4 separate regions of the Mus musculus genome follow, and all the other regions are linked to region 3. A link is a contact called in public promoter capture Hi-C data. All regions are on one chromosome and are shown on one strand. Each heading gives the region's core, a stretch centred on a gene start, on an enhancer-like site or on the middle of the called end of the contact. The rest is flanking DNA. Distances are from core to core; before and after follow the strand shown.

The links. Promoter capture Hi-C pulls out the DNA fragments that hold promoters and counts their contacts.
Region 1: a promoter capture Hi-C map of pre-B cells shows a contact between it and region 3, with 3 times the contacts expected there. The contact joins the promoter of Cnnm2 here to the promoter of Lbx1 in region 3. A contact is called at or near these places in 1 of 39 promoter capture datasets (pre-B cells) and 1 of 115 datasets of contacts at active chromatin or transcription factors (microglia).
Region 2: a contact with region 3 is called in a promoter capture Hi-C map of pre-B cells, with 2.8 times the contacts expected there. The contact joins the promoter of Borcs7 here to the promoter of Lbx1 in region 3.
Region 4: a contact with region 3 is called in a promoter capture Hi-C map of pre-B cells, with 2.8 times the contacts expected there. The contact joins the promoter of Psd here to the promoter of Lbx1 in region 3. A contact is called at or near these places in 3 of 39 promoter capture datasets (embryonic stem cells, pre-B cells and stem cell-derived epiblast-like cells) and 4 of 484 Hi-C or Micro-C datasets (all in embryonic stem cells).

What each region holds. Positions count from the first base shown.
Region 1 is chr19:46,759,600-46,764,919 of GRCm38.p6, reverse strand. Cnnm2 (cyclin M2) reads right to left here and starts at 3,311. Exons shown (of 8, transcript NM_033569.3): 1 at 1,527-3,311. The coding sequence starts at 3,147.
Region 2 is chr19:46,688,481-46,694,728 of GRCm38.p6, reverse strand. It overlaps Borcs7 (BLOC-1 related complex subunit 7), which reads right to left and starts at 4,823. Exons shown (of 5, transcript NM_025563.3): 1 at 4,644-4,823. The coding sequence starts at 4,781.
Region 3 is chr19:45,233,753-45,239,356 of GRCm38.p6, reverse strand. It overlaps Lbx1 (ladybird homeobox 1), which reads left to right and starts at 2,516. Exons shown (of 3, transcript NM_010691.6): 1 at 2,516-2,726; 2 at 3,716-4,454; 3 at 5,100-5,604. The coding sequence starts at 4,130.
Region 4 is chr19:46,322,953-46,328,832 of GRCm38.p6, reverse strand. It overlaps Psd (pleckstrin and Sec7 domain containing), which reads left to right and starts at 1,677. Exons shown (of 18, transcript NM_028627.2): 1 at 1,677-1,749; 2 at 2,611-2,666; 3 at 3,820-4,557; 4 at 4,817-4,919; 5 at 5,351-5,705. The coding sequence starts at 3,904. It overlaps Fbxl15 (F-box and leucine-rich repeat protein 15), which reads right to left and starts at 649. Exons shown (of 4, transcript NM_133694.2): 1 at 307-649; 2 at 5-158. The coding sequence starts at 359.

The DNA.
Region 1 (5,320 bases), core at 2,062-4,561, 1.5 Mb before region 3:
TCCTCAAGCCATCGCCCTGTGTCGCAGATGAGGGAAGACTCAACACTCTTAACAAGCAGCTTGGCACTGAACTCATCCCGCAAAGCTCTGGAGCTAGAGATACTGGACGGTTTTTTCTCTCTCCTGCTTTTAAATGCAAATCACTAAGCCCCGAAGCACATTCTGCTCTATTTTTTTTTATATGAAAATTACTGCATTGTGGTCCTGTTCCAGAGAGGAAACCATTCATCCAAGAAAAGGGAGTGAGGACAAGCAGGCACCCCATCCAGTGAGCTGTCGCCAGGTACTCCCGGCCCTTGTTGGGCTAGCGACCCCATTAGTGATCGAAATTCCACGTGAAGAATGAGAATTTGGTTTTCAGGTCATGCGAGGTTACACACACATTGCGATGCTGGTGGTGCAGGCCAAGCACCAGCGAGAAGACTCAGCACCCCTTGCCTTTCAAACAACACTAACTATTGACTGGAAACTTTCTAAGTCTCACTAGAATAGTACAAGTTGCTATTCACCTATTTCTGACAAAATATGACAGCCAACACCACAATGCAAAAATCTCATGTGCTGTGAGTGCCCACATGGTGGACACCCGGCCTTTGCCTCTCCCCGACTGCCCTAGAGCCTGGAGCTCCGGAGACATACTTCATGTTAATGTATCAAGAGACCAAACAAGGTTAAAAGAACACTTTTAAACTGGAAAAAATATAAAGAAATAAATCATAATTAAGAATGGTATCCATCCCACTGTCACAGGTTCAAGCTTTCTGCCAAAACCACACTTGGCTTTAGGGAACTGTACTTGCTGTCAGATAAACAGAAACAGTGAAGAAAGGGGGTTATAGCCTCATAAAAAGTTAACTTAACCGCTAATCTTTCCAAGTTATATATTAATAACTAAGTTTGCTTTAAAGAAAACAAACCCCCTCTTTTCCAGCCTGAGAAGTTACATCCAAATAATGTGGATGTAACACCCTCAAAGACCTTAATCTACCCTGCGGGATGCCCGATAGCCAAGAATAAAATCTATCAAAACTGTCAAAAATGTACTTCCAGTCTTTGAGATGTCAGCATGGATGTTTAAGGAAAAAGAAGAAGAAAACAAACAAACAAAAAAAAAAAAAGAGGAGGACTGCACTGAGTTTTTTTAAGGCTACTTAAATATTTTCCAAATGTCTGTGATCAGATGTAAGCGAGCCGGTCTGTACTTTCTTTCACCTACAATGAATGAATGAAGTAGATGGCCCCTAGAGGGTCAAATTTCAAACACTGGAATTACAAAGCCTGTTTTTTGATGGTGTGAAAAAGTAATGGCAGTTTTGGGCTTTTAAACCTAGAAGTGCTCACGAGTTCAATCCGTCCCCAAGTCCATGCCATCCTTTCAAATTTGCAATTAAGAAAGGGAGAAAATCCGGTCAACTCTCCTTGGGGGGTTGGTCTCAGGGGTAGAGGGTTCAAGGAGGGAGGAGGACGGAGACAGAAAGAGCAAGCCAATTTAAAAAAAAAAAAAAAAAAAAAGCAAAATTGCCCACCTTTCTTAAATTCTTCCAGCATAGCGTCCAACTTGGTGTCGTTGAAAACGAAGTGCAAAGGGTGATTGTAAAACTTGGTGATGGTTTTCAAGGGAGTACAGTCATCCGGATCCACGAAGGCCAAGTCTTTGACAAAGAGCAGGTCCACGATGTTGGAACGTTCTCCCTCGAACACCGGGATTCGAGTGTAGCCACTCTCCATGATCTCCGACATGGTGTTGAAGTCCAGGATAGCCTCGCCGGTTATCATGAAGCAGTCCCTGAGGGGAGTCATCACGTCCTCCACCGTCTTGGTGCGGAGCTCCAGCGCCCCTTGGATGATGTTCAGCTCTTCCTTAACGAGGTCGTTATAGGGGTCAGTAACCCGGAGCATCTCCAGCAGTTTTTCCCGGTTATAGACCGTGCCTATCTCCTGGCCCAGGACGCAGTCCAGCAGTTTGCTAACCGGATAAGAAGCGGGGAATGTCATCATCATGAAAAACTTGGTGAGGAAGATGGTGTTGGCCCCTACCGCCAGGCCGTGTCGGGAGCAGATGGCTTGGGGCACGATTTCTCCGAAGATGACGATGCCAATGGTGGAGACCACCACCGCCACAAGGCCTGAGCCCGCAATGTCGTCCAGCAGGATGGTGAGCGTGGTGTTGACCAGTACGTTGCCCAGCAGCAGCGAGCACAGCAGGTAGTTGCCCTGCCTGCGCACCGGCTCGATGCGCTTGGCATAATTCTTCTCTTTCTCCGTGCCGCAGTTTTGCACGATGCGCAGCTCCATCGGGTCCAGAGCCATGAGCCCCAGGTTGAGGCCGCTGAACATGCCCGACAGGCACAGCAGCAGCGAGATGAAGATCACTTGCAGCCAGAAGGGCAGCAAGAACTTCTTCTCCTCGCCCACTATCATCTTGGTGTCCTCACCGTCGTGGTAAATCCAGGTGGTCTCGGCCCACGGAGGAGGCGGGAGTCCGGCCACCCCCGCGCCACCCTTGCCCCCGACGGTGCCACTCGCAGACCCGGAGCCGCCGGCGCCTAGTGCGGGCGTGGAGAGAGACGTGCACAGGTAATAAGACTTGCTCTTCTCCATCTTGCGCAGCGGTTTAATCTCGATCTCGATGATGCCCGATGTGCGGCGATTGAGAATGATGTGGGGCAAGATGATGATGTCTGAGGTGCGGATGCCGCAGCGCTGGGGGCCGCTGTCCGGCTCCGGAGGCGCGGGGCCCCCCAGCCCACGCTCGCTGGGTGTGTGCCGGCGCCGCTCGTGCTCAGTGAAGGCGATGCGGGACCACGTCTCGTTGTTGATGTTCTGCCCGTACACCCGCAGCTTGACCCGGGTCCGCTCGCTCACCCGCAGAGCACCCCCTTCCATGAACGACACGTCGTTCGTATCCTCCAGCCGCAGCCCGATGATCACGGTCTCCTCGTTCTCGCCGGCCGCTGTGCAGCCGCCCGCTCCCCAGCAGCAGCTCAGCAGTAGCAGCGGCAGCAGCCGGCCCGCAGCTGCTTGCAGGACCCCCCGGCCGCGGGCACTGAGGCTGCGGCGCGCCGCCATCTTCCAAGTGGGCAGTGCGGCGGCTGCCTGCCCGCCCGCCATCTTTACTTCGGGTTCACAAGCGCCACAGCCAATCATAGGGTGGCTGCTCCAGCTGAGGCTTCATCCTTCCCACCCGGCGGCGCGAGCGCAGGCACCGGCGCCCGAGCAGGACTGCAACCGCGCGTTCGCGCCCAGCCCTTAGCTGTCCTTCTCTCTGAATGACACTGATTCGGACTGAGCCAGCTGAGGAACCCCCGGGCTCGAGGGAGGAGGGAGCGGAGGGAGGGGCGTGCTAGCCTCTCCCGCGAGAGGCAGGTCTGCCAGCCAATCAAGAGCGGGTGCCCGCCTTCCCAGCCAGGGGGCTGGAATGGGGGCGTGGTCGCAGTCGGCGTGCCGCACCAATGGCACGGGAGGTGGGCGGGGAGATGAGGGCCACTGTCCTCCTCTGCATGCCAAGTTTCCAACTGAAAGGCGCGTGACTCTTGTGTATGCGCGGGGAGGAGGCGTGGCCATCCCGGATGCAAGAGCCAGTCAAAGATGAGCGCTGTAGGGATGGGGGCGTGGTCTTCCTCCAGGCGGCCAATGAAAGGGAGCGGTCCGCGGGTGCGGCGCTCCCTGTGGGGTCTCTGTAGTAGATCCTCGCGCGCGGCTTGGCAGCCCTGCAATACTGCCCTGAGGCGCGAGGCCTCGGGTCCTTGCTGCAGGGACTTGCGGGCTCCACGGGGCTCCGTGTCGCCGCAGAATGGGCTGAGCCCTCCTTCCCTGGGAGCACCAGAGCCGGACTGGAGACAGCTTACGATGCACATAGCCTAAAACCAAATCGGGATACTAGTCAAGCCCCCCAGCCCACTACCCCTGCATGCGGTTCCTCTGGAGATTCGCGGTGACAGGGTGGCCCTAGCAACGCCGAGGACCTGCGGTCTCCGTGACTCTGTGAGCCCTCAGCTGCTCACGATCATGTGGCGCCACCTGCCGGCCCTCACGGACGACCTTTGCTGTTTTCTAGCTCTCAACAAACCTCTCAAAGTGTGGTCAGCTTCCCAAACTTTGTCATCACAGGGATTCTCCTGTAGTCCTGCTATAATCACAGAATGAGATGGACCCTATTTTTGGTTTTGTTTTGTTTTGTTTTGTTTTGTTTTTTAACGTGCACCCAGGCAATTTGGGGAAATAGGAAGGGGAGAGCAACCTGAGAAGGCCCATGAAAGCTTATTATGAAATGCACAGGTCAAACGCTGTTAGCTCCGGAGAAGATTCATTGTGGAGCACAGCTCACCAGGACTCTCAAGTCCATTGCATCAGACTAGATGCGGTAGCACAGTAGCTCCCAAACTGAACTTTCTGCCTCCCAACTGAAGCGCGTTTTAAAATGTTTTTCCTGATCTTACTTTGTATTCCATAAACACAATACTCTTCCTTTTTTGTGAACACCCACAGTGTTTTTTATAATTTCCAGGACGAGTGATTTCTGGGCTCATTTCAGCGGTATCCTCGCAATTCTCTCTTTTTTTTTTTTTTTTTTTTTTGTTGTTTTGTTTTGTTTTGTTGTTGTTTACAGGGTTTCTCTGTATAGCCCTGGCTGTCCTGGAGCTCACTTTGTAGACCAGGCTGACCTTGAACTCAGAAATCCGCCTGCCTCTGCCTCCCGAGTGCTGGGATTAAAGGCGTGCGCCACCACGCCCGGCCGCAATTCTGTCTTCTTTTATGCTTGTCCTCAACCATTCCCCTGACCTTCCAACTAATGACTTGTCAACCCAGGGCCCATTGCTCCCATATTTGAGCCCTCCCCTAACTCCTCATCTCCTGACAAAAGCCAGAGTGCTCTCATCGCCTACAAGGTTCTGCAAGCTCTGCCCCAACCAGGCTCTGTCATTTTCTCAGTCACTGCCAGGGGATCTTCCTGGCGTCTTCGCATGTGCCATGTCCTGTGGATGGGACTCAACTTCTTTCAGATGCCAACATAGCCCTGTTTAAAGGCTTTGCTCAAAGCCACCAGACTCCATCTCTCCCTTATTTTTCTTCAAAGCAAAGATCATTTACTAATACCATGTGTAAATTACTCATTTGGTTGATAATCTGTCCTCTCTAGAATTTTTGTACACTGTTATATCAGTTCACCCTAGAACACACCTATAGATATTCAAAACATGATATAAAAAGTGTTAAAGAAATAAAGAAGCTTTTACTTTGATTATTTTAAGTAAATGGTCAACTCTAGTCCTAGCCCTCTGGTGTCTGGGGGATTTTTCCCCTACTTCCTATTCTCATA
Region 2 (6,248 bases), core at 3,574-6,073, 1.5 Mb before region 3:
TTTAAGATAAGGTCTCTTGCTAAATCTGAGCTCACCAATCAGTCCAGGTTGGTTGGCAGGGAACGTCAGGAATCTACTTGTCTCTGTTCCCACTTCTGCGCCAAAGCTAGCGTCACAGGCATGCAGGCAAATTCTGCCGTACCCAGCTTTTTTCCTCATGGGTTCTGAGGATCTGAAATCAGATCCTTGCGCTTGTGTGGGAGATATTTCACCAACCGAGTCATCTCCCCAGCCCCTTCGGCCACTTCTAAGTAGCGGATTCAAATTCATACACAGGAGAGAAGGGGACCAGCAACTCAATAGCAGAAAAGGCCTCTGTCTTGTCCACCCATTTCCTCATCCGGCAAACGCTTACCAAGTGCTCTTTAACAGCCGGTACTCCAGATAAAAGTAAGAATGGGGCTGGGAGAGGTGGTGCACACCTTTGACCCCAGCACTCAGGAAGCGAAGGCAGGTGGATCTCTGTAGGTTCGAGGACAGCCTGGTCTACATAGCAGATTCAAGGACAGCCAGTGCTACAGAGAGATCCTGTCTCAAAACAACAAACAAACAAAGAAACAAATAAACTTGAGAGAGGAAGGGATAGAGAGATAAATAATGGGGCTCATAGTCTGGAGGGGTTACATAGGACATAGGCACTAAAATCCCTTATGGCAAGTGTGGGTGAATGGAGCAGCCCCACTGTGGGGTCCCGGGGGTAGAGGGAGTGAGAGCGGTGAATCCACGCCAGGGATAGGTACTGGGGGGGGGGGGCTTCCTGGAGAAGGGAATTCTGCTGAGGAGCTGGGGTCTAGAATTCATCTCACGCATGAAGTGGCCTGAGCGGATCTGCTGCTTCAGAGCTGTGGTAATTACAATGGGCTGAGCTGGGAGGAGGGCAGAGACTGGTTAGGAGGCAGGTGATGAACAGAGGTAGCAGTGCGGGGTTGGAAAGGGCGTTTGAGAAACAGAAACAAAAGACTTGATGGGACTTGTGCCTGCCTGGGGACACATGGGTGTCACAGTGCCAGGGGACAGATGTACTCACAGACACTTGGCACTGTTTGTTCAGATAAGCCAACCGCACGTACACTCACACTTCCAGTTTTACCTTTTTAACATGGAATGTCATAGAAGCCATCTTAGTACAGCGTCTTTCTAGATTCCACAAACTTCCCTCCTGTTTTTACCATTGACTTGCTCATAATTCGCTCAGTGAGTTTTTCTCACCCACACTTCACCAAGTGTCTTATTTAGGTAGTGTTCACCCCCCCCCCCGCCCCCATTTCATCAGTTCCCATATTATTTCATTATACAGCTGGGGGAGCTAGGGGCGTAGCTCAGTGAAGTGCTTGCAATGACAAGGACCTGAGTTTGCTACCTGGAGGAAAGCCAAGTGGGCAGCTCATGCCAGCCAATCAGACAAATCCCAGGGGCTCAATGGTTTGCATCCTTCACTTACTTAGTAAGTCCCACGCCCAGGAGACCTAGTCTCCATTCTTTTTCCAGACAGAGTTTTCTTGTGTAACAGCCCTGGCTGTCCTGGAACTCAATCTGTAGATCAGTGTTGCAAAAACATTGACAATTACAAAACTACAATGACTCTCACTAGGCACAAGACTCAGATGGAGTGGCTGGTGTGCAAGAGAATAGGCAGGCAGCAGTGTTAAGGTGAGTGACTGGCTGTGGAAGCAAGCACATCTCCCCTCACTTTCGGCACCAGCCAGACTGCAACCCAGTCCTTGTACACACCCTCATCTAAGGTCTTTCCAGTCCACAGCTCTACCCGCAACTCTCTGCTCTGGCTCCAGATACCCGCAGGGCTCGCTCTACATCTCACTCCTCTTTCTGTGCAAATGTCACTTTCCTACAGACCCGTCCCTGTTTAAAGTAAACCTTCCCACTCTCTGCTCTGAGATCCCTACTCCTCACAGGGTTTAGTCTGCACTGAGGTGTGGTGTTCGCTGACTGATTTTCCGTCTCCTCCCTTCACTGTAAGCTTTCCGCTCTGTGCTCCTTTCAGACCGCATAAATCCACTGCCTTTTCTTTCTTTCTTTCTTTCTTTTTTTTTGGTTTTTCGAGACAGGGATTTTCTGTAGCCCTGGCTGTCCTGGAACTCACTCTGTCGACCAGGCTGGCCTTGAACTCAGAAATCCGCCTGCCTCTGCCTCCCGAGTGCTGGGATTAAAGGCGTGCGCCACCACGCCCGGCTTCCACTGCCTTTTCTATATAAGCTTCACGACTGGGCTACTTAGCTCAGTGATAGAGCGTCTGCCTCCCACCGAGTAGGCTCTGTGTTCAATCATCACGACCAACACTATGACCACCAAAAATACCAAGCTTCCCCAGTACTTAGATTTATTTGACCCCTGGAAACTGGAACAGTTCCTGGAACACAGCAGACATTTGAAATTATTTGTTAAATGAAAGCTGTAAACAGAGAGTCACTATGATACACAGCCACCTCACAAACTAGGACAGGAAATGGCTGAGGTAATGTGCTACAGGTGCTGTGGAAGAAATCCAGTAAGGCAAAGTCTGGAGAGCTGTGAAATCGTGGGTCGAGCCTGTCTCAGAAATCAGGTTAACTTCAGTTTGGTTTAATCCATGCTGTTTAATGGGCTCACACTCAAACTCTCCGATAGGAGAAGATGCCTGTGTGAGAGACACATAGAACGATGAGGAACGGGAAGGAATGGGCTACTTCAGGGGCAACCAATGGTGGCAGTGATTTTTTTGGTAGCGTGTCCAACTAGTACCATGCAAAGGTAAATTCATTATGATGTTCAATATATACTAGATTTAAATATAATACCATCTCTTGCCAGGCGTGGTGGCGCACACCTTTAATCCCAGCACTCGGGAGGCAGAGGCAGGCAGATTTCTGAGTTTGAGGCCAGCCTGGTCTACAGAGTGAGTTTCAGGACAGCCAGGCTGGCTAAGCTAGAACTCACTCTGTAGACCAAACTCACAGAGCTCTGCCTGCTTCTTCCTCCCAATTGCGGGGATTAAGGACATGTGCTACTATACTTGGCTTTAAAAAAAAAAAGTTTAATTGCATTTATTTACTTAATCTGTGGAGGAGAGAAAAGGATGTGTGTACCATGGCTTCCACACTTGTGGAAGCTTGATGATAACTTTTCAAAGTTTGGTTTTTTTTTTCTTTCCACCATATGGGTCCCAGTTTCGGACAGAAACTTGGATGGTCCAGCTTGGTAGCACACACTTTGTCTTGCTGAGCTATTTTGCTGGCCCCAAACCCACCTTTAAAAAGTTTAAGCCTATTTATAGCATTTCTTCCCCCAATTTGTTTATCTAGAAGAATGTGTGTGCACATTTGTATGATGTATGCAACATTTTACATACACATACACTTTCTACAAAAGAAACAGAATCTAGAAATAGCAAAAAAAAAAAAAAAAAAAAAAAGAAAGGAAAGTCAACTTGACTGCCAACAAAAAACGACCCAGGAACTCTGTGCAACCATGATAAAGTGTCAAATGGTGAAACCATGATTTGCATAATTTATATCTGCAAAAAAAAAAGCAATATAACAATTCTTTAATTTCTTCAAACTTTCCCCTGACACAGATTCCTAAAAGCAACGTGTCAGATGGGACCACATGCAAAACATGTCACCAGAGATCATCAGGTCAGCAATGTCAACAGCTGTTATACAGTAAGGGCGAGCACTTCTTGTAATGGGATTTTTATTTTGTTTTGCAGCCACTGTCAGTGAAAGCCAGCTCTTGCTACACTGCAGGTTTAAAGTAATATAAGTCAGATGTTGTGAACATCCATGCACAGATCCAAAGGCCTGAGAACATAGTGTGTCATTATTGCAACTACATAGGAAAGCAGGTGCCGTTCCTATGAAAACTAAGTTGGAAACGGTAACCACTTGCCGAAGGGTTACTAAGGTAGGGGTTACTAAGGAAGGTGAAATTGGAAGTTTTCTAAGCAGTCCCTTCTGTATCCCAGGTCTCTTGAGAGCTCAGACTAAGGTGTGCCCATTAGGCACCGCCATACGTTTAATTTTCCATTAGTAAATACATACCAAAGACGAGGTCATTGCATCTCATATGCCCGTTTACCTGTCCATGAGCGTGTGAGTTGTCTCATGAGGAAAAGTGTATGAACATGTACGTGTCTTTGTGTGGGCACACGGTTTCTCTAGGGCAGATAACGACCTCAACAAGCAGCGTGTACGTGTCATCAAATCATTCCATTCATAGAATCGGATGGAGGATGGAGAAAGGGGGAGGAGATGGTAGGGCAAAAGAAAAAGCTTGTCTAGGAAACAGTGAAGAGCTTGGCCAGAAATATAAAGAATAAACCCACAAAGAGAGAGGTGTAAGAAATCTTGGAAGTTGAGGCCATCGCCAAGCCGAGATTCGAAAAGCGACTGATGTTCACTACAGACGCCCATGAACACAAACAGGCACTGTGTAGGAGCCGCAGCTCATCTGCCCGCCTGTGCTTCTCCCCTTCCCACCCATCATCTCTTCCAACTACAAGCATTCAACCTAAACTGAAGAAACTCACCCAGAATGCAACACGCGCCTGGGCCAAAAGCCTACACTCCCCAGGATGCAATGCGCCGCCTCTCCCGGAGCCAGCGCTGGGAGGAGGACTGGGCCCGGGGAGCCCACGCCCCGCTCACCTCGGAGCTCCGCGAGCCTTTCAGCACCTGCTTGGTGAGCGCGATTACATCGGTGCCACAGGTGTTCACCTTCTCCGTGAGAAGCCCCTTCACGGACTGACCAAATCGGGCTTGCGAATCCGGCGTCCCAGTCGCCATCACCTCAACTAGCGATCACCCGCAGCCGGACGACGGCGAGTCCCTGGGGCCAAAAGAGACGCAACCGTCCAATCGTGCGAAGAGGAAGGACCGCATGCGCTTAGCTCAAACTGCTTACTAAAATTACTTAAAATGTTCAGTTGATGGACATGGAAGGAGGATACCGTTTAGGCAGGCTACCCTGGAGGGGATAGAATATAATTTAGGTGAATCTCTAGTTTAGAGTCAGAAGATCTGGATAGCATCCCAAGGAGTGATGTGGCTACAAATTACTCAACCCCTGTGTCTTCTGTTATCTGTTTTAGGGCCAGCACTGCGTTACCTAGGCACATTAATACAACTCTGTCAGAAGTTCAGGGTCTTTCTTGGCTGTATAGCAAGTGGAGGCCGACCTGTGATACATGAGACCACATCTATAAAATAAAATATCTATAAAATAAAATAGAGACCCTGTTCAATTCTAACATATTTTATTGAAATTAGCAAAGGGCACAGGCCAAAGAAAATGAAATTCAAATGACTAAGGTAAAGAAATGTCAACATCATTAAATTCTGTGTGTGTGTGCGTATGTGTTTTCAAGACAGGGTTTCTCTGTGTAGTCCTGACTGTAGACTAGGCTGGCCTCAAACTCACGGAGATCCATCTATGTGTGCCACCACCACCTGGCTTTTTTTTTTTTTTTTAATCATTAGTAGTTTGTATTTATGAATAGCCTTTTAATTAAAACTCTGCTTATAATTACTTTGGAAGCAAGTCCTACTATGATGTTAGGTCCCTGGAGTATACCCTTTGAAGGGATATTGTGATCCTGGTCCCTTTTTGTCTCTCTTTCCATCCCGACCTTGGAGTGAACAACCCTCCACCACATGGTGCACTGTGGTGCCATAATCCCAAAGCAATGGAGTCAAATGATGTACACTGGGACCTCTGAAAGAAGTGGATAGCAATAGGAACTTGAAAATCCTAAATTGAGAGTCTGTAGAGGTTGGTTAAAAAAAAAAAGTTCATCCAAGAAAATTCTTGGGCTGGAGGATGGCTCACTGACTGCACTTCCAGAGGTCCTGAGTTCAATTCCCAGCAACCACATGGTGGCTCACAACCATCTGTAATGGGATCTGATGTCCTCTTCTGGTGCATCTGAAGGCAGCTACCGTGTACTCACCTAAATAAAATAAATAAATCTTTAAAAAAGAGGAAAAAGAAAAAAAATTCAAACAAAATTTTACTGTAGGTCAGCTCTGCTTTCTGTACATTTGTTTACTTATAGTTTATTTCTTATTTTTATTTTATTTATAAGTATGTGCCTGCCTATCTGTTTGTGTACCATGTGGACGCGTGTGCCTTTGAAGGCCAGAAGAGGGTGTTTGATCTGTGCAATCAAAGTTACAGACCTATGTGAGCTCTCCAGTGTGGGTGCAAGAAAGTGAACCCAGGACCTCTAGAAGAGCTGTCAGTGCTCTTAACCA
Region 3 (5,604 bases), core at 1,267-3,766:
GCCTGGGGGATGGGTTAAGTGAATTATTGTCCTTTGCTAAGAAACAACTTGTTTCATTTGGGTCTGCAGGGTTCCCCTTAGAACACAAGTCCATAACAATTTATGGAATATTTCTCCCCCCCTCTTTGTTTGGGATTTCCCCTAAATTAGACTACCAACAGTTATTTTGTCAGAATAATTCCTTCCATTGGAGATGGAGTGAGGCTGGACTCGAGCCACAATAATTCAATGCTCAGGGACACAGGAACAGCAGCCTCTGCAATGGGTGTCCCTGCAATGGGTGTCCCTGCAATGGGTGTCCCTGCAATGGGTGTCCCTCTGGGGCAGCGGAGGAGATTTCAGGGTCCAGCTAAAAAGTCCCTGGGCGGGTGACTGGGGTGTGTGAGGAGTCCCGGGAGGGCGTGTGGATAGGAAGAGGAAGTCGGAACTTTGGCGACTGGGTTTCTTCCAATCCTCCCACTGAACTCTCTGATTCAGAAGCTTGCTCTCCTTTTTGATTCTTGTGATCTCTCAACTCCTCTGAGAGCACCGTCTGGCCCAGGGCCATTCCCCTCCACCTTGTACAATCATTTTGACCTTATTTGCTGTATGGGAACTCATCTGACATCTTTGATGGGTAAGAACTGGGTGTCTCCCAGGAGTGGGTAGATCCAGTTTGCTTGGAGTCCCCTGAATGAGGCTCTTGTACTCAAGGGTCCCAAACTCTGGCAGGAGAGAAGGGGAAGAGGAGGGGGAGTGTTATCACCAACTCAGAGTAGACACCATTGCTCTTCAGGAGGGGTACTAAAGACCAGTGGATTTGGGTTCCCAAGATTCTAGAAGACCCCAGGTGTACCACACAGCTTTTTTTTTTCTTGGGGGCTGGGAAGTTGAAGATAGGGTAGACTTTCAGGTTCAGGAAAAGGAGGCAGCCAGGGCAAGTAAATAGGTTTCAAGGTGGCCTGGACAACTAATCTGGGCAAAATGAACAGAAACATCAAAATGCCAGGTGGCACCACAGCTCCTTGCATGCTGAGCTCCTGGCTGAGGGGCTAACCAATTAGGCCAAAGAAGCAAAACCACAGGATAGGGCAAGGCAGGAAGGGGAGGTGCATGGAGGTAAAACAGCAAATGACTGTAGAACGTCAATGAAATTGACAAGATATGAACAAAGATCTCAGAGAGCATGGGTCTTTCTGCTCCCCAGTTCACATTCCACCCCTCTCGGCAGTTTCTCAGAAATCCTCAACTCTCCCTGTCTTCAGAAACTGGGAGGTGAGCCACAACGCTGGGCTTAACTTTAAGGTGTAGTCTTCATCAAGGGCCTGGTGTTATAACAGGGAAGGGCAGGATCCTGAAGGCAGGAAGTAGGGAGAGAGCAGATGTACCCTGTGCCCTCCTTCAAGGCTTCCCTGGCCCTTTCTCCCTCTTGTTCCTTCCACCAGTCCCTAGACCTTCCTGTTACAAGGCTTAGCACCTCCTGGGGCTTCCAGGGCATCAGGGATGACAGAGAGATTGGGAGGTGGGAGGCAGGAGATGCTGCTGCATCAGGACCTGGGATGGATCTGTGGCACTCAGGAAACTCCAGCCTCTACTATCAGCATTTCTGCCTCAGAGCACCCCCTACCTTCTCCCCACCTCCCGAAGATGCAGGGTGAAGTCTGGGAAGGAAGTAGAAAGATGGCTTCTAGCATTCCCAAGCAGGCCAGTTCCCCCATCACACTGGGAACTCCAGGTACAAATCCTTTTCTCTACTCCTCAAGGCTACAATGCCATGAATCCAAATGATTAAATAAATATCAGGCCCCTGCACCGAAGAAGCCTGTTCCAGTCCCCAGCCCAGCTAAGTCCCCCCCCCCCTCCCTCTCTGCCTATAGGGAGGATCCCATTCTTTCTGTCCCACTCCCTACCCTGGTCCACAAATTCTCCAGCTGCTCTTGAAACCTTTCTCTGACCCAAGTTGTGCTTCTGGAGTACACAGACCATCCAGGAGTTTACAAACAAAGCAAGTCTGATGTGTGCAGCTAGTGAAGGGAGAAGTATTCTTCCGTCTGGTTCCTACACCCTCTTACTTTCCTCCTTTTTCCAAGAGAAGAAGTGGAAAATCCGGGCCCAACATAAACCAGATGGAGTAGCAAGAGAGAAGAGGGCCCCAGAGCACAGCCCCACTGTCGCGTTTTAAGGGAAAAGAAAGGCATAGCTGAGACTCAAACCCGCCTAAATGCCCAGAGATCCATAAACGGTTAAAAAAAAGACACACGGAGTACCACACGCCAAAACACACGTTAAAAAAAAAGAAAGAAAGAAAGAAAGAAAGAAAGAAAGAAAGAAAGAAAGAAAGAAAAGAAAACCAAACATTTTCAAATAACGATGCACACAAAATGCTCGCCTAATATTCAGAGATTCCAGGCCCTGGGATCCACAACCAGATTCTCCGGCCTCGCTGCGAGTTTCTGAGAGCACAGCCCCAGCCCTGGCCCGGCCCCTTCCCGGCCCCCACCCCGCATCCGGAACAGCTGGAGTCGGGCCGTGCTGTACACTCAAGCCCTGTGCCCGGCTGGGCGGGGCGGGCAGCGGGGCCCCGGCCCTGGCCGGGGCAGAGAGCAGCGGGGAAGCCCGGAACCCGCCCGGGTAACCCCGACACCCGGCCGAGTTTCCGTCAGACGTCCGTCATCAGACATGTGGTGGCCCTAGCTTGCCCCGAGAGCCACGGCGGGAGGAAAGAGTGTGCAAGATTGCAGAAGGAGGTAGGGCGCCCGCCTCAGGCTCAGATCAGGGGAGAGGCGTGCAGAACAGCCAACTCCTCCCTCCGCCTCTTCGGGTGGGGAAGGCTGAGCCCTCCAATTGTTCCCCTCCCCCAGCCCTTAGGATCCCCACCTCTGTCCCGTGTCGCCCACCCAAGGCTGTGCAGCCCGCTCTGACCTCCTAGGGGCCAGCCCCCGGAGCCTTCAGCTTCTCCTTTTCTCGGGCTCACGGCCCAGGGCTGGGGTTGGGGGGTGGGGGGGAGAGACAAGAGTGTGTAAGAATAGGGACGCTGGCTTCTTGATCTGGGATCATCAAAGTCCACACTGGGTAGCAGCAGGACCCGCCTGGGCTCCAGTTCTTACCTGGCCCGCGCGGCGACCGCGTCACTCCGCGGCTGGGGATCCTGGTACCCTTCTCAAGCTTCCCAACTGCGGCTTGCAGAGCCTGAGATCTCCGGGCTGGTGCTGCCATCTCGGCCAGGCCGGCGGGAGACGGGTGTGCCCAGAGCACTGCTCTCAGTTTGGGGTGGGGGGTGGGGGGCGGTGGCTTTTTAGTCACCCCAGGTTCGGGAGCAATAAAGGCACCTCTAATGTAATTTACAAACATCTCGGGCCGAGCACGGCGTAGAGCCGGGACTGACAGGCGCATTAGGCAGGCTAATTCCAGCCGGCTCCTCCTACCCCGGCCCGCTAATTAATGAGCTTCCCAACTTAGAGCCGCCTGCATTGGACAGACAGAGAGTGAAAGAGAGGGCGAGGGAGAGGTAGAGAAGGAGAGGGACGGGGGGAGCAGAGTGGAGTGAAGAGAGGGAGGGAGGGAGGGAGAGAGAGAGAGAGGACAGGGAGGAGAGAGAACAGAGAGAAAGAAGGGAGAGGAGAAAGAAGGGAGAGCGAAGAAAGAGAAGTTCAGCTGCAGATAATTGATTACTCCTCGATCAAGGCTAACTTGTTAGCAATAGTCAATTGCCCCGTCTCTCCGCCTCCCCTCGCAGTCCGGGATCGGCGCCCTCGCCTCGGTTCTTCCAACTGCCGCCGCCAGGACCCCGGGCCAGGAGCCGCCGCGGCGGAGCCACCTGACACCTTTAAATAGCACCGGGGCTGGCGAAACTGGAGCCCGGCGCGGCGCTTCCCGGCTCCGGCCCGGGCTTGCTGGAAACCCCGGCGGTGGCGGCGGCGGCGGCGGTGGCAGTGGCGGCGCCCGCGTCAGCGCTTTCCTCCCGGGGCCCCGCGCCACTCCGCTCGCCCGGGTCGCCGCGCTAATCGGCCGCTTGCCCATCCGCGCCCTGCCCGGCGCGGCCTCCTGCCCGCCTCTCGCCTTCCTCTCGCACCGTCCAGCGTCCGAGCTGCCCGCGGGCTGGGTCCCCCCGGCCCGAGCCGCCCCGGCCGGGCCCCCAAACGAGGCCGAGATGACTTCCAAGGAGGACGGCAAGGCGGCGCCAGGGGAGGAGCGGCGACGCAGCCCTCTGGACCACCTGCCGCCGCCCGCCAACTCCAACAAGCCGCTGACGCCGTTCAGCATCGAGGACATCCTCAACAAGCCGTCCGTGCGGAGAAGTTACTCGCTGTGTGGGGCGGCGCACCTGCTGGCGGCCGCGGACAAGCACGCGCCGGGCGGCTTGCCCCTGGCGGGCCGCGCTCTGCTCTCGCAGACCTCGCCTCTCTGCGCCTTGGAGGAGCTCGCCAGCAAGACCTTTAAGGGGCTGGAGGTCAGCGTCCTGCAGGCAGCCGAAGGTAGGCACAAGTCTAGATTCCCCTGCGCCCAGTCGCCCACACGCAGTGTCCTGCCCTTCGTACCCCCTGCCTCTGCCCACGCCGGCTGCCAGGCCCCTCCAGTCCTGGCTTCTGCAGCTGAGACTGGGGACAGGGGCGCAGGAGCCTAGTTCCTAGGGACCTCTGAGGTGATCTGAGAGAGGTGTGAGAACCCAAGCTCTTCCCGGAGTCTGGCCGGCTACCTAGGCTTCCCGTCCGCTTGGACTCTCCTAGACTTACTCCTGGACTGGGAAGAGGGCGAAATTTTTTTTCCCCTGACAACTCCTGGGTAGGGTGGAGTCCGGCCATTGGAAAGGGGTGGAGAATCGGTGTTCACAACACATTTAGGGAGTCTCTGTGTGGTTTCCTTGCACTCTGTGAGACTTTAGCTCTTTCAGACCAACTGTTAGGGAGCAGAAATTAAAACATTTTTTTCCTAGGACTTTCAGGAGACCAGAGACAGGAGGTGTCCCATGGCCCAGTTTGCTCAGGTTTAGAGAGTGGAATCGAATTGGAGAAGAAACAAGAGCGGGACCCCGGGCCTGAGTCGGTTGGAGAGTTATGGGAGAGAGTCTGGGTGGGGTCTTGACTCTCTCGTCGCGAGCATACACTGTCATTTCTTTCCAGGCCGCGATGGGATGACCATCTTTGGGCAGAGGCAGACGCCCAAGAAACGGCGAAAATCACGCACGGCCTTCACCAACCACCAGATCTACGAGTTGGAGAAACGCTTTCTATACCAGAAGTACCTGTCCCCGGCAGATCGCGACCAAATTGCGCAGCAGCTGGGCCTCACCAATGCACAGGTCATCACCTGGTTCCAGAACCGGCGCGCCAAGCTCAAGCGGGACCTAGAGGAGATGAAGGCCGACGTGGAGTCTGCCAAGAAACTGGGCCCCAGCGGGCAGATGGACATCGTGGCGCTGGCCGAACTCGAGCAGAACTCGGAGGCTTCGGGCGGTGGCGGCGGCGGTGGCTGCGGCAGGGCTAAGTCTAGGCCGGGTTCTCCTGCGCTGCCCCCAGGCGCCCCGCAGGCCCCGGGCGGAGGACCCTTGCAGCTCTCGCCCGCCTCTCCACTCACGGACCAGCGGGCCAGCAGCCAGGACTGCTCAGAGGATGAGGAAGATGAAGA
Region 4 (5,880 bases), core at 428-2,927, 1.1 Mb before region 3:
TCACCTGAGCGGCGTCGAAGCGGCGCAGCCTCGCCAAGTGCAGCTGAACGAGCGCCCGGAAGGCGCGACTGACGCGCTGCAGCCGGAGCAGCTGGCGCAGCGGGACCCAGTTCAGGACGTGCGGGAGCAGCACGTCTTCCCAGGGCAGGTCCAGGAGCCTGAGGGGGAAAACGGCGTTGACGTCCCCGGGCCGCTGTTACGTGCGAGTCCTTCTGTTATACCCGAGAGTCCCGGCTGGCAAGAGGGATCCGCGTCCGGCCCAGACTCGGCTGCCCTCCCTCCCTAGGCCCCTCCAGTGCTCGGTACCTGACAGCTCCTGGTTCTTGCTCCCCTCCGGACTGCTCCATTGGTGGCTCCATCGCTGTCTACTGCGCGTGCGCAGTAAGCTCCACTCGCTTTGGCCTTGAAGCGGCTGCGGCGAGCCCGCCTCCTTGGTCGGAAGAGACAGACCGATTTAATCGAGTGCGGTCTCACTGAGAATCCTTGTCAGGAAGCTTTTCGGATGGATCCCGAAACTGAGGCAGAACGGACCAGTGATGTACCATTAGATGTCTTCTCAGCTACAGGGCTTGAAGCCCGAGGCTGGAGTAGCGGCGAGCGAACACTGCTTTCGGTCTCCGTTGCGGGCCAGTAGCCGCCTCTGAGTGGTGATGGGAGGAGCAGACAAGGCCAAAGGCAGAAGGGGCGGAGCCAGGACTCCTAGGTTACCCAGTGCCTCCTTCTGTCCTCTGGTCGCCTTTAAGCGACTTTGGAAAAAGAAAAGGGGGAGAGGCTGCCCAGACTATAACTAGCTGGTATGTACTAGGTGCTCAATAAGCAACTGCCAAAAGACTAGATTAAATGGGCGACGCTAGGGCTTTTACTCTCAAGCACACTTGTTTAAACCTGCCATTTCTTGTGAAATGCACAATCATGACATCCATCTCTTTCCACTTCAGGGCAGCGTAGTCCGGCTCTTTGCCTAAGGACAAAGGACTATATAGGACCAGCCAGGTCTGCTTTCCAGCGGTCCAGAGTCCGAGAGGAATTGCCTGCTCAGTGCAGGCCACTAGCCGTACTGCTTTGACTGGTCCTGGATTAATTGTAGGGACATTGTCTTCCCAAAGCTCAACCACTAGGCTCCCCTTTCACTGCACCCCCAGATACTAAGCCCAAGTCCCTCTCTGGAGAACCCCTGGCGTAATATTTTCCTCCAACATCTGAGGTGGGTGTGGGGCATGCGAAAGACTGTAAGACCGCTGCATCCTATCTACATGATTGCGTGCCCTTATGCAAACATTTCAGCCGCTTCGTAACGAAAACTGCTTCCCATCCTTATCAGGGGTTTGGGTACATCAGCAAAGGTAGGAAGGACCGTCCATTTTAAAGACAGGCAAATCGAGGCTCTAGGGAGAAAGCTCCCTAACCAGGATCAAACGAAGCAAGGATAAAGAACCCAGAAATCCTGGTTTTCCCAGAATTCCTTCTACACTACCTCATTACTGAATTGTAGCATAAAGAGAAAAGCCAACTAGCACCGGAAAGACACAAGAGGGTGAAGGTGGATGAGGGGATTGCTTCCTCGTCTCAGTCTACTTGGGGAAGGGGTAGCCTGGAAGGATCTCTGCAAGATTGATGTGGGCGCGCACCACCTCCGGGCGCGCGCCTCCACACCCCCCCCTTTGTTCGCGCCTCTGCGCTTGCGCATTACGACAAATCTGGCGCTGTCCCCTTCAGCACCTCGCGGAACTCGCGCCACCCCTCCCCGCGGTGAGCCCCGCGCACCCCCGCTTCGAACGTCCTCGCACCCTCTGGCCACCCGAATCGACCCTCTCTTTCTTCCCAGGTCATAACTTGCCGGTCTTGGCCTTCCAAAGGAGAATAGTTACCATAGTAACTCGTGTGGCGTTTTCCTAAAAGAGCCAGACCCTTTTCCACCCTGGCCAAGGGCACAAGGTTTGCCTGTGCTTCTTGTCCCAGTCTCGGGGTCATCCCTTCTAAACTCTCGTCCCTGAAAAGGCGGGACGATTAACCTAGGCAGTAAGGAAGTTCCTCCTGGAGTCTGATTTATCCTTCCTCTGCACTCCGGGTTGGGGTTCAGGACAGGACTCCTGGGTCTGAGGTTCAGAACCCCAAAGTGTTTATGACTGCATTCGCTTAATGTCCCTTCCATAGTTGGGTCTTCTGGTTTTAGGGGGCGGGTCCGATCTACTCCGTACCGTGTGCTTTGCGTGGCCGCGTGCTTGTGGGGGCGGGAGCGCGTGTGGCATGTAACAGGTCATGTGGCAGCCTCCTAGGGACACGCGTGGGGTCTGGAGCAGGACAGGCGTATGCATCTGGACCCTACGTGTGGTTCAGATGATGGACGAGAGAGAACTGAACACGAGTGGGGTGGGGCATATGAGGGTTTAGGGAACAGAATGGGGTCTTCCACATTCTCCCTTTCCTCTGGTGTGAGTCTTAGGTAGTGACTAGGTGGTGACATTCTTTGGGACTTAGGGCCCTGGGAATGGAGGGAGGTTGGGGGGGGGGGATTAGCGTTGCTTGAGCAGAGCGTGGGGAGGGGTGGAGGAGGGACTGAGAGGCGGGCGGGCGGGCCTGGAGCGAGCGGGAGCCTTGCTGCTTTTACAGCTGAGCGGGGCCCAGCCTCTCTGCCTCTCTTCGATTCCAGCTCCTGACGAGCAGCGGTGAGTACTGGGGTGCCTTGGAGGAGGGCCTTCACAGGGGAGGTCCAGGCTCCTGTTGAGCTTTAAGAACCTGTCTGGCTGGGGTGCTGCTCCTGACAGCTTTCTCTATGCTGCTGCTTTGCCATCAGAGGCCCGGTTTTCCTTTATGGTCTCTTCTGGGCTGGGCAAGATATTTCATATCCCTGGAGTTGAGGGAGAGGGATGTGGTGCAGCCCCCTCACCCACCCAGACTTGGTTACTGGTGTGGGGAGGAGAGAATGTGTGTCTCTGATTCTGTGAGCAAATATGCATTTGTGTTTATGATTGTGACGAGGAGGTCTCTGATACACCTGTTTCTGTGTGCATCAGAGAACGAGAGCCTGAATTTTGGGAACCTCTTTGTGTGCTATTATTTGGTGATGTGTGTGTGTGTGTGTGTGTGTGTGTGTGTGTAAGATAAGCATGTGCTTTTCCATCATACACATATTTGTTATGACTGTGATTGTATGAGGGTGTGTCTATGAGCAGTACTGCGTGTGTACTGGAGGGTGTTGCCTATGAATGTGTTAACTACTGATACTTTGTCCTTCTGCATGTGTGTATATGAATTCTTGTGTGTGTTTATACATGGGTGTGTGTGTGTGTGTGTGCATGTACTGGTATGGAGAATAGAATATCTATTCCCCACTCAGCAATCTATGGACCGATGTTAAGGCCTCTTCAGACCCTTCCTTCTCTCCTCTTCCCTCTCAACACTCCATCACCCCCATGCAACCCCCTTTTTCTTCCCTCTCCTTCAAAGAAGCATGGTTTCTCCTATTCTAAGTGAGGGTCCCCCATAAGTGGAACTGTAGAGGATACATGGCCTCTATCATCCAGAAGATAAGATTCCAGCCTCCACCCAAGAGAGAGTTCCCGGCTGCCCCAGAACACAACTCCATGAGCTGAATTAGCTTGCTCTTTCACCATAAAGTGATGCTCAGGGCTCCCAGACAGAAGAAGAGGAGCCCCTGGAAGCTTTCCAAAGCAGGAGTCCCCCGGATGGCTGATCCCACATTCCCAGGATAGGTCTCTGGACTTTAGAAGGCCCAACCCACCTTCCCATCTCTGTCTCTGCTGCCCCGCCTGTCTGACTCCAAAGCACTCCACCCATGTTCTCCTTCCTCTCTTGCAGGCCTGTCTGAAGAGCATGCAGCCCCCTTACTCCCTGCCTGGCCTCGCCATCCCTGCCCCCCCAGCCTGACCCCCCGGCTCCAGCATGGCCCAGGGTGCCATGCGCTTCTGCTCAGAAGGCGACTGTGCCATCTCCCCACCACGATGTCCTCGTCGCTGGCTCCCCGAAGGCCCAGTGCCCCAAAGTCCCCCAGCCAGCATGTATGGCAGCACAGGATCCCTTATACGACGAGTGGTGGGCCCAGGTCCTCGAGGCCGGGATCTGGGACGTGTGACAGCACCTTGTACCCCTCTGCGAGCCCCTCCCTCACCCCATATAGCTCCCTCACCCTGGGGACCCTCTTCACCCACTGGGCAGCCTCCACCAGGGGCACAGAGTTCTGTGGTCATCTTCCGTTTTGTGGAGAAGGCCAGTGTGAGGCCACTGAATGGCCTACCTGCTTCTGGAGGCCTGAGTCGGAGCTGGGACCTGGGCGGGATTTCTGCCCCCAGGCCCACCCCAGCCCTTGGACCTGGCTGCAACCGGAAGTTGCGGCTAGAGGCATCCACATCAGACCCACTCCCAGCTGGAGGAGGCTCTGTTCTTCCTGGCAGCAGGGACCCCTCACGTGGACCATTGGTCCCACCCCAGATCGGGGCAGATGGGCTTTACTCCTCCCTCCCCAATGGGCTGGGGGGGACCCCTGAGCACCTGGCCATGCACTTCCGAGGACCTGCAGACACCGGATTCCTAAACCAGGTATGAAATCTGCCTTGGGCTGCCTGGGGCCCTAGTACCTCAGCTAAGGGACAAATCTCAGCCCCTGTTGGACTGAGGTTTGTCTTACAGTCACCCAAATCCTTTAATGTCCTAAATGAGCTTTTATTGCCCTCTGTCACTGTATCCCTGCACCTTCATCTCTGTCCCGTGTGGTTTTCTTTCTGGAACTCCATATTCTTGTGTCTGTCTGTCTGGTTCTCATTGGGGTCCTGTGCCTTTCACTCCCTCTTTGGCTCAGGGGGACACCTGGTCCTCCCCCCGGGAAGTCTCCTCTCATGCCCAGAGAATCGCTCGAGCCAAGTGGGAATTCTTCTATGGCTCCTTGGACGCCCCCAGCTCAGGTAAGGCTTGAACTTAGCCCAGGGGAGGAGGGCAGGACCTTCTCTACAGCAGCTGAGGCCTGGCAAAGAGGCATCCCTTCAAACCTCCCTCCTGTTTGGCTTCCCTGGGCTCCTAAGTCAGCCAAAAGTCTCTCCAGGCTCCAGTCTTTCATCTGTGTCCTGAGGGTTGGGCTGGGCTCTGGAGGAAGCTGGATAGTAGAGGAGGGGAGGTCCAGATATCAGGGGTTACTCCTAGGACTAGAAAATAGTCTGGTTTCTTCATAGTTATTTGATAGGGGCTTGATTTAAGATGAGTCCCGCCGGCATTTGGATCAAGTAAAGGGTGTGGCAGATAGACAGTAGTAAATGATGAAGAGTTTCCAGCCCATGTAAGACCGTGGGGAAGCTATCCAACATGACTTACCTCCTGACCTTGCTATCTATGCATACAGGTGCTAAGCCCCCAGAGCAGGTCCTCCCATCACGTGGGGTGGGCTCCAAGCAAGGCTCTGGGGTGGCTGTGGGGCGAGCAGCCAAGTACTCCGAGACAGACCTGGACAAGGTGCCCCTGAGGTGCTACCGAGAGACTGACATCGATGAGGTGCTGGCTGAGCGGGAGGAGGCCGACTCTGCCATTGAGAGTCAGCCCAGCTCTGAGGGCCCCCATGGCACTGCCCAACCACCTGCCTCACGACCTAGCCCATGCCCTGGCCCTTCTTCCAGTCTGGGCAGTGGCAACGAAGATGATGAGGCAGGAGGTGAAGAGGATGTGGATGATGAGGTGTTCGAGGCCTCGGAGGGGGCCCGGTGAGTGGGACTACTTTGGTGAAAGTGGCTTGCTCTTTTTTACTGCCCCCAGCAAGGACCAGGGGTGGGGAAGACAGATGGTGAGGACCAGGACAGTGTGGAAAGGGGATTCCAGACAGAGCCCTGAGGCCTGGGAGAACATTAGCAATGTATGGGCATTGGTGGCATTGGCAAG